Linked DNA regions of Mus musculus: region 2 is linked to region 1. The links are chromatin contacts, called in public Hi-C maps. All regions are on one chromosome and are shown on one strand. Each heading gives the region's core, a stretch centred on a gene start, on an enhancer-like site or on the middle of the called end of the contact. The rest is flanking DNA. Distances are from core to core; before and after follow the strand shown. Region 1 has its middle 45 kb from the start of Myo10. Region 2 overlaps Myo10 (myosin X).

Region 1 (7,619 bases), core at 2,723-5,222:
AATTGAGTTCCATGCTAGCATTTGAGGCCAGCCCAGTCTTTATACTGAGTTCCGGGCCAGCCAGGGATAATAGAGACACCCTGTCTTCAAGGAAATAAATAAAAATGTAAAAAGGGAGCGAAAGAAAGGTTGGTTCAGAAAGCCCTGTGACTCGGTGTTCTTCTAGTGTCCTGGGTGCCATATAGATTAGTTGATTTTATTCCCTATTCCCCAAGAAGTTAGAATTAAAAAGAAAAATCAGACGAACGGATGTAGGCAGCCTCTGCTGCATGAGATACACAGCGGATCTAACTCAAACACTTCTCAAGTACAGCGCGTCCAATGAGTGCAGCCACTACCAAATGTAAAGTCCTTATAACCCAGCCTTGGCTTACTTATGAATCTCCTCCAGGCCCATAGCTCAGGCTGTGTGCTCTTAGGAGATTCCCAAGAACATGCCTAGGGGTTGGCAGACAATTACAGCCTCTCTCCTTTTCCCTCTTACCAGAAAGTAAAATCTGAATTGCAAGATATCGAGGAGGGAGAACTCATAGAGATCCCCCCTCGCTAAGCCGTTCAAGCCCTATTCCCCAATAAACAGATAGCTGTAACAATTGATTTCTCTGTGGTGAATGGGATAGTCATGACATCTTGCTGAGCGAGGCCCTCAACAGGCAGAACTCCTTTTTCCAGTGACCTTTTCCCTCCTCTTAATGGGCAGTTGTCCCTGAACTACAAGGCCTTGTTGTTGGCTCAGGTCACAGCTCACAGCCTGCAGACACACACACACACACACACACACACACACACACACACACACACACACACACTGCTTGAGGCAGGAAAGCAAGAGGACTGCTATTCCATAAAAGGCCTCTCAGTGTGCATTGTGTGGCAGACAACGGGGCACACAGGGTCCTTGAAGTCCTGGAGAGAGCCGAAGTGAGGAAGTTTGCCTGTGGAGAGCTTGTGATATTTTTGGCAGCGGTTTCTCACTACCTGGACCGCATGTTTGTGTCTGCGATGGTGTTTACTGTGACTCGCAAAAGAATAGCTACTAAATTGGGATGTGATGGACTTTACAGCTGGAGTGAGAACTGGATCTCAGAGGAGTGACACTGGGGATTCGAGATGTTGTGTTCTCTGTGTGGTTACGTTTTTTTGATCTTAGGATAGGGAAGGGAAAAAGCCAAGTCCCTAAGAGTGAGGTGGCCTAGCTGTGTCCATCCTGAGGGTGGACTGTGGAATGCCTGAAGTGGGCTTCCAGTTCCTGGTACAGTGAAGGGTTATAAATTGTGTCTGCCTCCTCCAGTCAGTTTTCCTTTTGGGGCTTTAAGTTGTTGGTAACTCTCTTTGCCAGATTCAGGTTTATTTCAGCAAATATTTGATGGCTCCATCCACAGCATACATTTGCTATGAAACTGTTGGGCATTTTGATTGGTCTTCAAGATCAGTAGTTTTTTTGAGTTGTTATCAGAAAAAGAGTCTGAAGACTCCATAAAACCCTTCTGCTGGCCCTCAAGGGTTGGTCACAGCGTTAACTACGATCCTGATCCCTTCGACCTTGTTAAGAGCCCTGGGCCATATACACTGTGACATAGTTTCTCCCTGCCCGGAAGCAAATGATGAAAGCTTTCCTCAGAAGGATGTGTGCAGCCCTCTGAATGGGAGATGTCTAAATCCCACTCTTCAGAAAGGCCTACTGTAGAACAATAAGCAGAGACAGTTCCTGCCCCTTTTTGCTAATTAGCATACCAGGAGTATTTATGGGACACAATTTTCCCCTTTGCCAGAGTGGTGGGGCTGTTAAAAGCCTCTAACTTTGGCCAAGTCAAAACTCTTTTCTTGTATATTGCATTTATTTCAAGAAAGCTGGGCCGTTGTACATGAAGGCACACCATTAATTCCAGCACTCAGAGGGCAGAGGCAGGCAGATCTTTGGAGTTTAGTGGCAGTCAGGCCTATGTAATTTTTTTTTTTTAGCTTTATCTATAAAAAACAAAGCAAAATATAATACAATAGCCATAAAGCAGTGGTGTATATGTGAACTGTCTTTGAGGCTTTCTCCTGCATACCCCACATAGATCTACATTGTATCTAATGTATCACATTTGTTAAAAAAATGGAAAGGTTGTTTAAACATCTGTCTCCTATCGCCTCAGTGAGACCTGGGGGTGAGAAGGGTTTTCTAAAGCAAGCTACCAAAGAAACAAAGGTTGCTTTATCTAACGGGGCATTTAGATAACTGCAGAGCCACGTGTCTCTGTCTCCCATGTCATCAGACTTTAGTCACTGTAACGGACACCTGAGGAAAACCATTTAAAAGAGGAAAGATTTATGTCTGCTTGTGATTTCAGTTCAGGGTCTCCCGACTCTGAGTCCTGGAATTAGGGAGAGAGATAGACATGCGCTGTAGACAGACATGCGCTGTAGGCATGCGCAGTAGACAGATGTGCACTGTAGACATGCGCGGTAGGCAGACATGCGCTGTAGACAGCTTTTACAAGCATCACCCAAGTGGCCTGCTTTCTCCAATAGACTGTGCTCTGTTTTCTACCATCTTTAAGTAAACCTTATCAACACTATGGAGTGATAAAATATCTAGAATACATTGACTGGATCAGATTAATCCATTCTTTGGGATTCAGATCTCAGTGACTTCATCTACCAGCTGATTACCAGACTCTCAATTATTTATTTAATTTTTTGAAGACAGGGCTCTCTTTACAAGCCTGGTTCACCTAGACATCACTTTGTAGACCAGGCTGGCCTCAAACTCACACACACAAACACACGCGCGCGCACACGCGCGCGCGCACACACACACACACACACACACTCCTACTTCGGCCTCCTCAGTGCTAGGATTAAAGGCATGTACTACTTCACCTAGCTTAGTTTATCTTTTGAGCAAACAGTTCATTTCCAAGCCATAATACTTAGTAAATTTGGGTCAGAATTATTAAGCTTTAATATAGATAAGTTTTGAATTGAAGTCGGTTTTACTATCTAAGCTCTATTTTCCCTTATTTATATGAGAAAGAGAAACGGCATTTCTTGTGAGCTTTGATGTCTAGTTCTCAATGTTAGACTGTTCTAACTCTTTCTCCACCTCCTGGGGCTCACACCCTGCATCTGGCTTCTCAGTTAGGGGCATGCCAGCTGTACTTCACATCCTGCCTACGGAACCTTCAAAATACAATAAAGTTCTGCCTTGCTCTTCCCTCAAATGCTGGCCAGTTGCTTTCCCGGTTGCTCATTTTGAGTTACTGAATATTTGTTTGTGGCTTTCTTCTGAGGATCACATTTTTCCCCCTATTTCCCAATCAGCCTGTGCAGAAGCAACCAGGGAAGGGAAAACATTTTTTTTTTAATTCACCTATGAAAAACAAAATATTTCGTGTCTTCTCTTATATGCAGAATGTGTTAGATATATTAAATCTGTTTGTACATGTGTATGCAGCAGGAATGTAGATGGGAGCTATTGGGGCTGGAGGAGAGAAGAGGCGGGAGGAAGGGAAGATGATCAAGGTACAAGATAGACATGTTCAGAAAAGTAGTGAAAATCATCATTTTGTACACTGTACAACTTGTAAACAGTAGAAATGAAAAGATCATGTATTAGTGATTTAAATCCTTCTTATGAGGAATCAATGGACTACCTCAAAGGGAGAACTAAGAAACAGAAATAGTGTTTGTAGGTTGTAAGATGCTTATAGTTCTAGCAGCCAGAGAGGTTGCTGTTTCAGCCTTACCAGGAAACATGGGCAATAGTCATTTTGAAATTGCTATTGGGACAGAGTTCTGCAGAAAGTAATGAGGGGGGCTTTGAGCAGCTTGGCATCTGTAGAGCACTCAACTGGAAGTAAAACACATGTGCAGAACAAGATAGAAAGCCTTTATTTAAAGTGTGGTGGAAGGTTACTGAGTCATTGGATGGTTGAAGTATTTGTGGCTTGAGTAATGGACTCGCCAAGAATCCCGGAGTCAGTCAGACTCCTTTTGCCTTGGAAGAACAAAGCAGAAAGGGTAGACCGGCTGCGTTATATGTCATTCTGTGCTGCATATCGTGTTCAGCAACGATTTTGGCCAACTTCAAATTCCTCAAGCCAGGAAGGAATGCTGTGTCTCCTTAACCTTAACTGACTGTGATATTCCAAACAAGAAGGGGTTTGGAATATGGGTCACAAAGCATGACAGACAGAGCTAAACTGGGAATCTGGTTTCGTTCCCAGCCTGTGATGGATGTCTCATGGATGGGGTCAATGCCACATCTGATGTCATCCCGAGATGACATTCTTCAGTCAGGCAGGCAAAATCTGTAGACTCAAGAGTGAAGCAACTTGATTGATTCCACTACACATCTAAAGGTCTCCTTAAATAACTCTGATAAGTTATCAGTTATCTATCCAAGGTGGCAATCTTCTTTCTGCATGCTTTCTCCATGGGTGTTATTTAACACACAGGAAGGGCTTATACGTGCCTGGTGTGTAGGAGGCAAGTTATAAAGCGAGCTATGGCAACTACTAGCCTGGGTTACTTAAGACCCTGACTTCAAAAATCAATAATTAAAAGTAAATAAATCAACTTGTCCTTTGTTCTCCATCACTAAAAGGTGGAAATTCCTCTTCAAATTATCAAAATACTGTTACTAATCCCAAACAACAGTGTTTAATATTCACAAGATATGAATTCAGTGTTCAGTGGGCTCATGTGCGTCCCATTGTGGTTTCCTTGGAGCTGGATAAATATGACGTCATGTCTCAGGATGGGTTTATGTGACTCTTTACTCTTTGAAGATTTCTTCTTAATATTAAAACAACAACAACAAAACCCCAAAACTCATATTTTATTTGCTGAGGGAACATGGCTGCTTTCCTTGTGGAGATTTCCATCGATGAGTTTTCTTGGTTTGTCTCAGTGGTGTCATATGACATTGTATTTTAGATCTACTTAGATTTAAAAGCTTATGCAAGCGGGGAGGGCTATAGCTACTGATAGAGTGCTTGCCTAGCACACGCTAGATTCTGGGTTCAATCCTCATTGCCATCAGAAAACATCTGTTAGAGTCAAGTTCAGATCTAGGTGCTGTGGGGCAGTTCCATCAGGAAGTATAGGTCATCAGGAATATCTGTTTGCGGTACCTGATAAAATTCAATACGTAGATCCATTCCTTTACAGTTGTTATATGGGGGTCACATGGCAGCCCCCCTCCTCTTTTTCCTCCTCCTTGTCCTCTCCTCTTCCTTTTCTTTTGGCCTTTTAAGACAAGGTCTCCAGTAACTCAGGCTGTCCTTGAACTCACTATGTAGCTGAGGATGGTCTTCAACTTGCATCTTCCTGTCTGGACCTCTCAAGTGCTAGGATAGCTGCATCTGGCTGTCTTTCTCTCTTTGGAGACATTTTATAAAGAGAAACTTTCCTTCACTTGTTCCTTGCTCTCTCTGTCTTGGTTAGGGTTACTATAGCTCTGAAAAGAGATGATGACTCGGTCAACTTATAAAAGGAAGCATGTAGCTGGGAAGTTGCTTACAGTTTCAGAGACTTAGTCCATGCCCATTATGGGGGTGTGTGGCAGCAGGCAAACAGACATGATGCTGAGGCAGGAGCTGAGAGATTACATCACGGGCTTTTGAAACTCCCAGTGACACATCTCCAACCTACCTCCTAGTCCTTCCTAAAAAGTTCACCAACAAAGAACCAAACACTCACATATGTGAGCCTACGGGGGCCAATTCTCATTTAAACCACCACAGTGGTATAGTCAGTACCTCTAGGAAAGGCACAGTCAGACCCAGACCGAGAACCTATGTGACCTCATGTTACTGAAGGACTTAAAAACTGTAAGGCCAAGATCGTATTCTAATGCAATTTTCCTAGAAGGGGTGATGTGTGTTTATAAATAGCACCTGTCATATAAAGAAGAGATTTCTGGTTATAGCACCACTTTAAAATCAGGTTTCCAGTCCCCCAAGATTTTAGTGCAAAATAAAAATTTTTTTTACAACAATTATACAAGATAACCTCGCTAAACTGAAATCCTAGACTATATCTGATACCATTTTCGTTTTCAGTGACCTACTTACTTCAAGGCATGAATTACAGTTAAGGTTTACGACTTTTAGCAAGGTATTAAAATTGAAAGCAACAGAACAAAACTGAAACAAGAACTAAATGCCCCAACCCAGCAAAACCCCTAGACCCCTCCCCATTTTATCCACAAGTATGGAGCACATCCAACAACAATTAAGATGATTTCAAAGTTAAACCACTATTAAGAGGGCTTTGTACTTCAGGGCTGTTATGTATATAGATATGGCTGTTCCTGAAAAATCAAAGGAAAAATACATTTCTATCAATGTATACTGGATGAAAAACGAACACACACACACACACACACACACACACACACACACACACGCGCGCGCGCGCGCGCGCGCACACGTATTAGGTTTTAGGACATTGTTTAGAAGTCCCCTTGAAACTCATTCCTAAGCACGATGAGCTGCTCACATCTGGCTGGCGGTGTTGAATGTTAAGAGCTTCAGAAATAACAGTGGATGAGCTGCTGGGCTTCTGGGTGGAATCTCCTTTGGCCTCAGGTCCCCCCATTCCCACCGATGGGGCACTGGTTGCTCCAGATCCTGACCAGCTTTCCTCTTGCCTTCTTCCTCTACATCATTTAAATCCTTTGTCTCCCATTACATTAGATCCATTCACTGTTTCCCCTTTTAATGCTTCCACAATTTCTTAATATCTACAAAGAGCGAATTGATTCCCACCCCCGGAATATGCCAGCAGGAAGCAGCGGGTGTGCGTACTGGATCAGTCCCAATTGGAAGGAGTCAACAAGGGGAATATTGTCGTCTTTTCCATTCTTAATTTTACTTTTTTAGCACATTTTTTCTTTCTTGTGTGGATTAGTCTGACCTCAGCACAAGATAACTAATTATATATTACCTTTAACCGTGGACTTGAATGTCCCCTGGGTTACACTGGGGATTTTCTGTGACTGTATAATACAATCTCTTCCATGGAGCAGCCCTAGCCCCTCAAGACTCTTACACGGAGAGGGATACTTTGCTGAAGCGATTATGATGGCCTTTTATTTTTAAACCAGCTGAAAATGGAAGCATTACAGAGCTCAGAAATAATTAGACAATATTCTGTTTAAATAGAAAATATTCTGTTTGAGTGACAGAGTACCCTTCTCATACTGGTCTATAATGAAAATATTTTGCCCCAATTTCACCTCAGCAGAGATATAGTAATTGAGGCTTTCTAAGTAGGCCTTTAAGAACTACACACAGGCACAGGCACAGGCACAGGCACAGGTACACACACTTAAGTTATGGAGACGCCCTGACATACAACCTTAAACCTCTCCTTTTGCACCTGTAGCTCAAGTGGCTCCAACGCATCGTTAAATAATGTACACATCAGTGATTCAGACAGCAGCTGTGTCCAATTTCACAAGCCCAGAGGGCAAAGCCTACTCTGATCCACTCTTTGCACACATTTTCTTCAAATGCTGACCCTAAAGATTGTTTTCACTCAGAACTGATGTGTTGTCTTAAAGCTATCACTAGGAAAGCATCCATAAGCCACTACGAACCTCCCAGTGTTTGTTTCTTAGCAGA
Region 2 (7,619 bases), core at 3,407-5,906, 92 kb before region 1:
AAAGACAGCTGGTCCAAGCCTTCCCTGTGCGGTGGTCTGGGCACTGAGACACCATGAACAGATTGGTTGTGCACCACTATGGTCCTGGCAAGACGAGATCGAGAGGCAGTATCACTGAATTCCTCTCACCCACGCGCAGTGCCAATCCCGACCAGGCCTTGCCCTTACAGACCATGGAAAGCACACAGCTGAGTGTGGCACAGATGGCTCCCTTTCTCCCTCCCTGCCTCTCTCGGGTGGAGGGAAGACAATCAGGAAGAACAAGATTCTTTCCACTCACCGCCGAGGCATCCTGGGATGGAATTCTGAGGACAGTTAGAGTCAGAAGCAGGCAACGGAAGACTTCACCACCATCCTGCCTTCTATTCTAGCGCATTATAGATTTCAGAACAGGTCTTTGTGGACAGACTAGATAATCAATTAGCCATGGATACCACGAGTCCTTGGAAAATCTTGTTCCAAATAACAGGCTTATAAATTAATTTCTGGACTGGAATGCAATTCATTCGCAGACAGATAGCCTCCTGAATTTAACAAAGTTCTTCTGCTTATTCTATTGAATCCCACACAGCACTAAACAATGCTGTGTCTAATTCCCATAGATAATTTCTGAGTGGATTATGATCCAAATAAGGTCTCTGAGTACACTTCTCACAAGCTGATATGCATAACAAAGATATATTGCTTATTTAAATATCCACATAAAAAGAAAGTTTGATTTGGTTGGTTTTCTGTCGCATTTCTATCGGTCGTAAATTGCAGCCTACTCTAAGCTTAGCATCTATCATTACTTGGCTGATTGGTTCAACATCCGTGGGTACCAAGAATACAAGAGAACAGCCCAATTACTTTCGAATATATGAGCAATTTAATTTGCTGATTTAACCCTTAAACTGAATGCAGTGATGGAGGTCACTGTTGCCAGACATCAGACATCAGATCAGTGCCCTAAGCACTAGTCCTGCAAGGCCAGAGACTACCTGGTTGGTTACAGGAAAGAGCTGTGTGTACAACAGACTTATGTGGGAACAAAGAGAAAGCTGCTGAGAGCTGAGGCTGCATCCTGTAAGTCAGCAAAGATGAGGGGGAGGGGGGAGGGGCACAGGCGAGAGGAATGTCTACTGCAGATAAAAAGACCCCATCCATAGGACTGGGGAAAGGGGTGTGGCCGTGGATTCATAAAGGAAACGCAGGTCATGGTTTCAGCACCCCCCCTCCCCCCAAAGCCTGATCCAAGGTAGAGGCTATCTGCCTTCTCTTCAGTAGTGTGTGTTCAATCCAGTCTTCACTCAGGCCAGGAAACACTGCTACCAGACACCTCATCACAGATGCTTGGGGAGAGGCTGGCCGGGCAAAAGCCTTGTTCTGGAAGACAAGGACCAGAATAAAGAGGATGCCAAAGCCACTCAAGCTAAATTCAGCTAAGTGGGCAGGGAAAGCAGTCCCAGATGTCAGGGAGGCCCATCTAATAGAAACAGACAAGGGAACAGGAAGGATGCCTGGCAGGCTAGGGTCTACAGCACGGGGGCATGGCCCACACGCCTTGGCACCATAACATGGCTGAAAATGTTTGTCACTAGAAATAGCTTCCTGCTTCAATGTGGCTGCTGAAGTTTACAGATCAGCAATTTCTGGGTTCTATTACTACAAACTTAAAAAAAAAGATTTCGAATAAAACTCAATACCTACTCACTACCCCCATATAAAAAATTATATTTAAAAAATATAATTTATATGTTTCTGGAGTCTATCAGATGAAACAATTCCCTCAAAAGAAGACTCCCTGCCATACTGTCATCTCATTCTGACCCTCTGAATATATGTGAGTGATTTACACACTTCCTGGGTAGAACTTAGGTGGTGACCTCCTCATTCTGACTCTTGTACCTCCTGCTCTTGTGTCTGCTGCTTTCGGTCTTTGAAGACTGAAACCATCACGGCTAAGAGCACTGACTGCTCTTCCAGAGGTCCTGAGTTCAATTCTCAGCAACCACATGGTGACTCACAGCCATCTGTAATGGGATCTGACGCCCTCTTCTGGTGTGTCTGAAGACAGATACAGTGTACTCAAACACATAAAATAAATAAGTAAATCTTAAAAAAAAAAAAAGAAGGACTGAGAATGTTGGGCTTGTGAGATGGCTCAGTCAGAAAAGACTACCTGAATTTGATCCCCAAGACTGATTGACTCTTACAAGATGTCTTCTGACTCACACACACCACACACACCACACACAGACACACAGACACTTGGAACATGTAAAAGATTTAGAACTGTTTGGCCACAGTCCCATTGCTTGGGAGGCTAAGGCAAGAAGACCACTTGATTCAAGCGTTCCGGAGCCGGTGACCTGACTCAGGGTAAGTTAAGGTGTTTCCACTGCGGTTCAGATTCTCAGCACACAGGTAAAGAGCCTCGTGCAAAGACAGAACAGCTATCTATTTTGAACAACTATCTGTCGCTTGTCACTAGGAGGCTCTCCTTTCTTCTTACGTGCAGGATGGCTCTGCAGCCCACCCACCCCAACAGGCACAGCACGAAGCCCGAGCTGGTCAGTGTGCCAAGCAGACCTACTTGAGACCATCAAAGTCCCCACACTATAGTCCAGAGTCAGGTCCAAAGCCATCTCTCTTTTGTCTTTCAAACAAGAATATTTCAAAATTAAGAATTTCATACAGGCATCTGTGTGTCTGATTAAACTCACCCCAGCTATCCTGTCTTCTCCACACATATTTTTCCTCTCAACTTAATGTGCTCTCTCATTTTCTTTTTCTAGAGCTGCCATGTCCACACAGTGCAGCCTGCATGTGCATGGCGGGGGCGGGGGGGGGGGGGGAACTAGTGGGGCACGGGTAGTCTCTGAGGGGCCATATCACTGAAGAGAACCGCTCCTCCCCCACCCACCATCTTTCAGTTGCCAGTAGCTTCTCAGATGGGAGTGGGGTTCATGGGCCCCTCATCTGTCCATGCTGGGATCTGGGCTATAAAACTATGTCTCCCAGAATCACTCCAAAAAAAAAAAAATGGCTGTGTGTGTACATGTGTCTATGTGTCATTGGATGTCAAACCCACAGCCCTTAACATGCTAATAAGCAAGCACTCCCCACCTCCACTAACTATTCTCTATCACTAGCGTCATTATTATTTTTTTAATGTGCCCAACAAGAGCAACGTAGCTTTAAAATGCACGGCACAAGGGGCTGCGGCTTACTACCAGGCCCAAAGTTTTGCTTCAGATGTTAAAAGTTTTAGACAGATGTAGTGAAGAGGGCTGCACCACGACGTGTGTGAGACGGCCACTAAGCGCGGTTAGAACGGGATGTTTCACGTAGCACATATAAACACATAAAGAAACACGCCAAAAAAAAAAAAAAACACACACACACACCAAAGACACAGAACAGAAGACAGGTCGAGTTCCAGTCCGAAAAGAAAAACCTCAACATGCATCCGTTCATTTTCCTCCCAGCTTACACTTGGACACTGTAATCATGGCACACCCTTCAGCCAGCCACCCACTAGAAAAGGTGCAAGGCAGGTTTGTAGCTGCTAGCGACAATGATATACAGGCAGGCTGTGCTACAGACCTACAGGCTGTACAGGGTCAGGGCTAAGCTTTGCCTCCCAGCTGGAATGCAAAACAAATGAAAATAAAGCAAAACAAACAAACAAACAAACCCACCCTTTTATTTTGGTGAATGTCACTGTAAGCTAGCCAAAAAAAAAAAAAATCTTATCTTTAAATCATACACAGATCAATAATCTAAAAGAGCAAGGAAAACAAGGAGCCATTTCGTGGTATTAGGCTGAATCACAAATCCACTGGTGTGCAAGTCCTTTTGACCCCTACACTGAGCAATTGCATTGCACATGGTTTAACCGAATCCACGGGGTGCTTCCATTGGAAGCCACAGCTTCAGTCCAAGGACCTCCAAGACCTGAAGGGTTACACAGAGCTAACCTGCAACTGACGCTCTGTTCTGTTCCTCTTGAGTAAGAAATAGGAAAGCCGTCCTTGATATAACTGAAAATGTTTCCCTCTCCATACAGGGTGGCGAGCATTTAAAAACAAGGGAGGAAGGGCCAGAAAATACATACGCAGGAAAGCAAACTAACTCCTGAGGAGACAGCTCGGGGCACAGCATCCTTGCTTTACCATCACCAAGACCTGAGTTCCACCCCCAGAACCAAGCAAAATCAGACAGATGTGGTGGGGGGTCCTTGTAAGCCGGAACTGGAGAGGCAAAGCCAGATCGAGCCATGGGGTCATTGTCCTGTCTGCCCACGCTACTTGGCAGTTACTGACCAACAAGCGTTCTCGGCCTCAAATGAAGTGTATGGCTTCTGACATACAACACTTGATGTTGTCTTCTGTCCTCCATGTGGAGTGTACAACACACACACACACACAATTTTAAAACTATACATAAGCCAGGGAACTCCAGCTGAGCTAGATGAGATCACTAGAAGCTTACTTCTCAATCTCAGCATTTGGGTTTTCCAGTCATGGCATCCTAATGATACAATTTACAATTTCACTTTGATAGCACAGATGTGGTTCATAAACTCCTTTTCCTCCAGCTTCTTAAGTCAGGCTATTTCCTGGCAAGCCTCCCCCCCCCCCCACACCCCACAATTCAATACCTAGCAGTTCTTGTCAGGCTACCTAGAAGTGGGGTGGGGGTTGGGTGGGGAGGACGATGACATACCAGCTGCCGCTCCCTACTTCCCATCCCAGCAATAAAAGAAGTCGGTCCATGACATCGCATCCTCTCGTGCTGCAGACTCTACCATGACAGCTGCCTTGCCAGACAGCCGCCCCAGCAAGTGAAGTCTAGAATGCAGTCTCCTGGCAGTCAACCGCACGGGCGTTCCTGAGCTTGAGAGATGATAGCTCAGCTTAAGTGTCAACGGCCTGCACAGTCCCTTCTGACTTCTGACCACTGAGTTCTAGTTGTCCAGTTCCCAGTGACTTGCAGGGCTAGCTTTGCTATAGGACAGAGTCTGGGCTGCTCCACTGTTCAGGTCCAGCATTCAACAGGCCTGGTGAGATCTCTCCGGGAGCCAGGAATGTGCTCAGACACTTATTTTGTGGAGCAGCAGGACTAAGTGGCCCAAAGCTACCCATGTTCACAAGATGTACAAAGGACATAAAACATTTGTAAACGAGAGGAAGTCAAGAGAATGTGTCAGGAGGGGCGGGCAACAAAGAAGTAGCTAGGGTGGAAGAGAGCAAAGACAAAAAAGAATCAAAACAACCTTAAATGGAAAGTCACTACACTAATTAGCTCATTCATATGTTTCGCAGAATTAGGTCCACGGCATTAACTACAACAGGTCAAACTAGAAGGTCAGACAAAATCAGGTTAGAGCTGGTTCAGTGGGAGGTGGGATTATTAGTAATTAGTGTGACTGGAAGAAGTCTTTGTCAGGGGATAGAGACAACTCCAAAGAACCTAATGGCTTTTACTGAAGGGTTATTAACGTGAGATAGCCTGTGAAAGCCAATCTAATTACACTTGTCAGAAAGAGACAGAAGAGATGGAAGAGGGCAGGGGCTTATAGGGTTTCTGCTGATTAGACTCCTAGCCAGTAAATATTAGGAGACCCAGAATAAAGAGAAAGCAGACAGAAAATCACCGCAACCCTCGCACAGAGCCATCGCTTTGATGAAGTTGACTGAAGTGAATCAAACCACCTCGCCTTAACATACAGTTAGGTAAGCTGATACACTGTAGGCTAGTTGAAAGCCATGAAATTACGCATTCTCTAAACAGAATATTTTCTCTAAACAGATAAAATATTTCCATCTCCTCAAGTGAAAAATCTAATTTAGAATGTACTTCTCAATTCCCTGGAGGGTGCCTGGTGACTGTCAGTACACCTGCGGGCTCTTGAAAAGACAAAGCTCAGTGAGTCTCAGTCTCTCTCTCTCTCTCTCTCTCTCTCTCTCTCTCTCTCTCTCTCTCTCTCTCTCTCGTCTTAGCTACGTCTGCACTCTGAAGAAACAGCAAAGCTTCCTGAAAACTCACAAACTGTCCAGAGATTACTGTCCAAGAAGTAAATTGGGGTGGTTTGAAAAGAAATGCCCCCCAGAGGCTCTGGTGTTCTGAACACTTGTTCCCAGTTGGTTACCAGTTTAGGGGAACCCTGGAACTTTTAGGAGGGCACAGGAGGAGCCATGTCACTGGGGTCAGGTGAACCTTGAGAGTTTATAGCTTCCCCTACGTGTACTTTGCTCCTTCAATTTTGGGCTTGTGGTTGGATGTGTGAGCATCTGGGCTGAGCGCTGCTTCGCCAGCCTCTGCCAGTTCTTGAGCTAAGCCTGAACCTGTTCTTTGAGTGGTCCTCACATTTCTCACAGCGGGAACCCTGCAATTCCTACCCAAATCACCAAGCTAATCATATGTGTTATATTCGGAGTGCCGGACTGGATAACGTAAACCATACACTCAGTGACCAAGGGAAGATGTGGAGGTCAGGATTCTGTGTTGCTTTTGAATTTAGGTTCATATTAGTCCACTCCAGCCCTTGCTAAGCCCACATTCTATAAATACTGTCAAGGGTGACCTGAACACCCAGCTCCACTCTCCACCACTGAGAGCCATCTAATCACCAGGGCCAGCAGTGTACTCCTGTGGCACAGACTGTGACCATAATGCACAGCAACAGCGGTCCTGTTGGGAGCCGCTGCCACGCAAGCAAAGCGCAACTAGAAACGAAACATCAAGGGCATTGTCCTGAGTGCAACAAGCTAGTCTCAGGGCAGCCGCGGTATGATGCCGCTCCTATAAAGTATTTGCCAAAATCACTGGCAAAAGAAGTAAAGCTACTTACCAGATAGCAGACATGGGAAGAAGGTGTGTGTGTGTGTGTGCGTGCGTGTGTGCGTCTCCTCTAAAGCAGCAATGCTGTGGGACAAAGAAGTTATGAAGATCGGCCTTGGAATGTGAGTCTATGTAACCACTGAAGTACACAAAGGTCAGTGGGTAAGCTGCAAAGGCTAAAATCACGTGCTTTGCTTTGCTTTGTGTGCACATGTGTGTCTGTCTGTGTGCACACCATGTATGTGGGGTGCTCAAGAGGCCAGAAGAGGGCACTGGATTCCCCGGAGTTGGAGTTACAGGTGGTGGTAAGCCACCTTCCATGGCTCCTGGCATGCAAATTCTGGTCTTCCTTAGAACATCACATACTCTTAACCACTGAGCCTTCTCGCCAGGAGCCCGTGCTGCACGTCTTCAGCATGGTTTTCTTTTTATGTTTAAAAGGATAAATAAATAAAATCAATCCAGATTTGGACTCAAAACAAAACTAAAAAGAAAAGAATGCTAATAACGTTTATTCTATAGTGCTTTCTGGAACATATTTATGCTAGTGGCATGCTGTTTACCGTTTTCCCTTTTCATATCCTCTAGAGAAGAGCTGACGGGGTCTGAAAGGAGCCGAGTGCTCATCTGGGGAAGGTGGGAGGGGAAGCTAGACTCTAATAGAGAAACAAAACACTCCGACCGTCCTTTCAGGTAAAGTACACTTTGGGAGATAACTGGGCCTCCACTCCAGCAGCATAGCTGACGGATCACAGTACACCACCAGAGGCTGGGGAAGTGGCAACATCCAT

The links. A called contact is a pair of places that touch in the nucleus more often than the background predicts.
Region 2: a Hi-C map of myocytes shows a contact between it and region 1, with 2.4 times the contacts expected there. The contact joins two enhancer-like sites. A contact is called at or near these places in 2 of 484 Hi-C or Micro-C datasets (myocytes and natural killer cells), 1 of 115 datasets of contacts at active chromatin or transcription factors (pancreatic cancer cells) and 1 of 9 other capture datasets (liver).

The regions. Positions count from the first base shown.
Region 1 is chr15:25,574,159-25,581,777 of GRCm38.p6, reverse strand. No RefSeq gene overlaps it. Among named protein-coding and RNA genes, the nearest start is that of Myo10, 45 kb to the left of the region's middle. Within about 2 kb of position 3,972, at least 58 of the 459 cell types and tissues checked have an H3K27ac peak or open chromatin away from gene starts, as enhancers often do. A contact at or near this core is called in myocytes, where this site is marked.
Region 2 is chr15:25,667,263-25,674,881 of GRCm38.p6, reverse strand. The region is part of intron 2 of Myo10 (myosin X); the gene reads right to left. Among named protein-coding and RNA genes, the nearest start is that of Myo10, 49 kb to the right of the region's middle. Within about 2 kb of position 4,656, at least 17 of the 459 cell types and tissues checked have an H3K27ac peak or open chromatin away from gene starts, as enhancers often do. A contact at or near this core is called in myocytes, where this site is marked.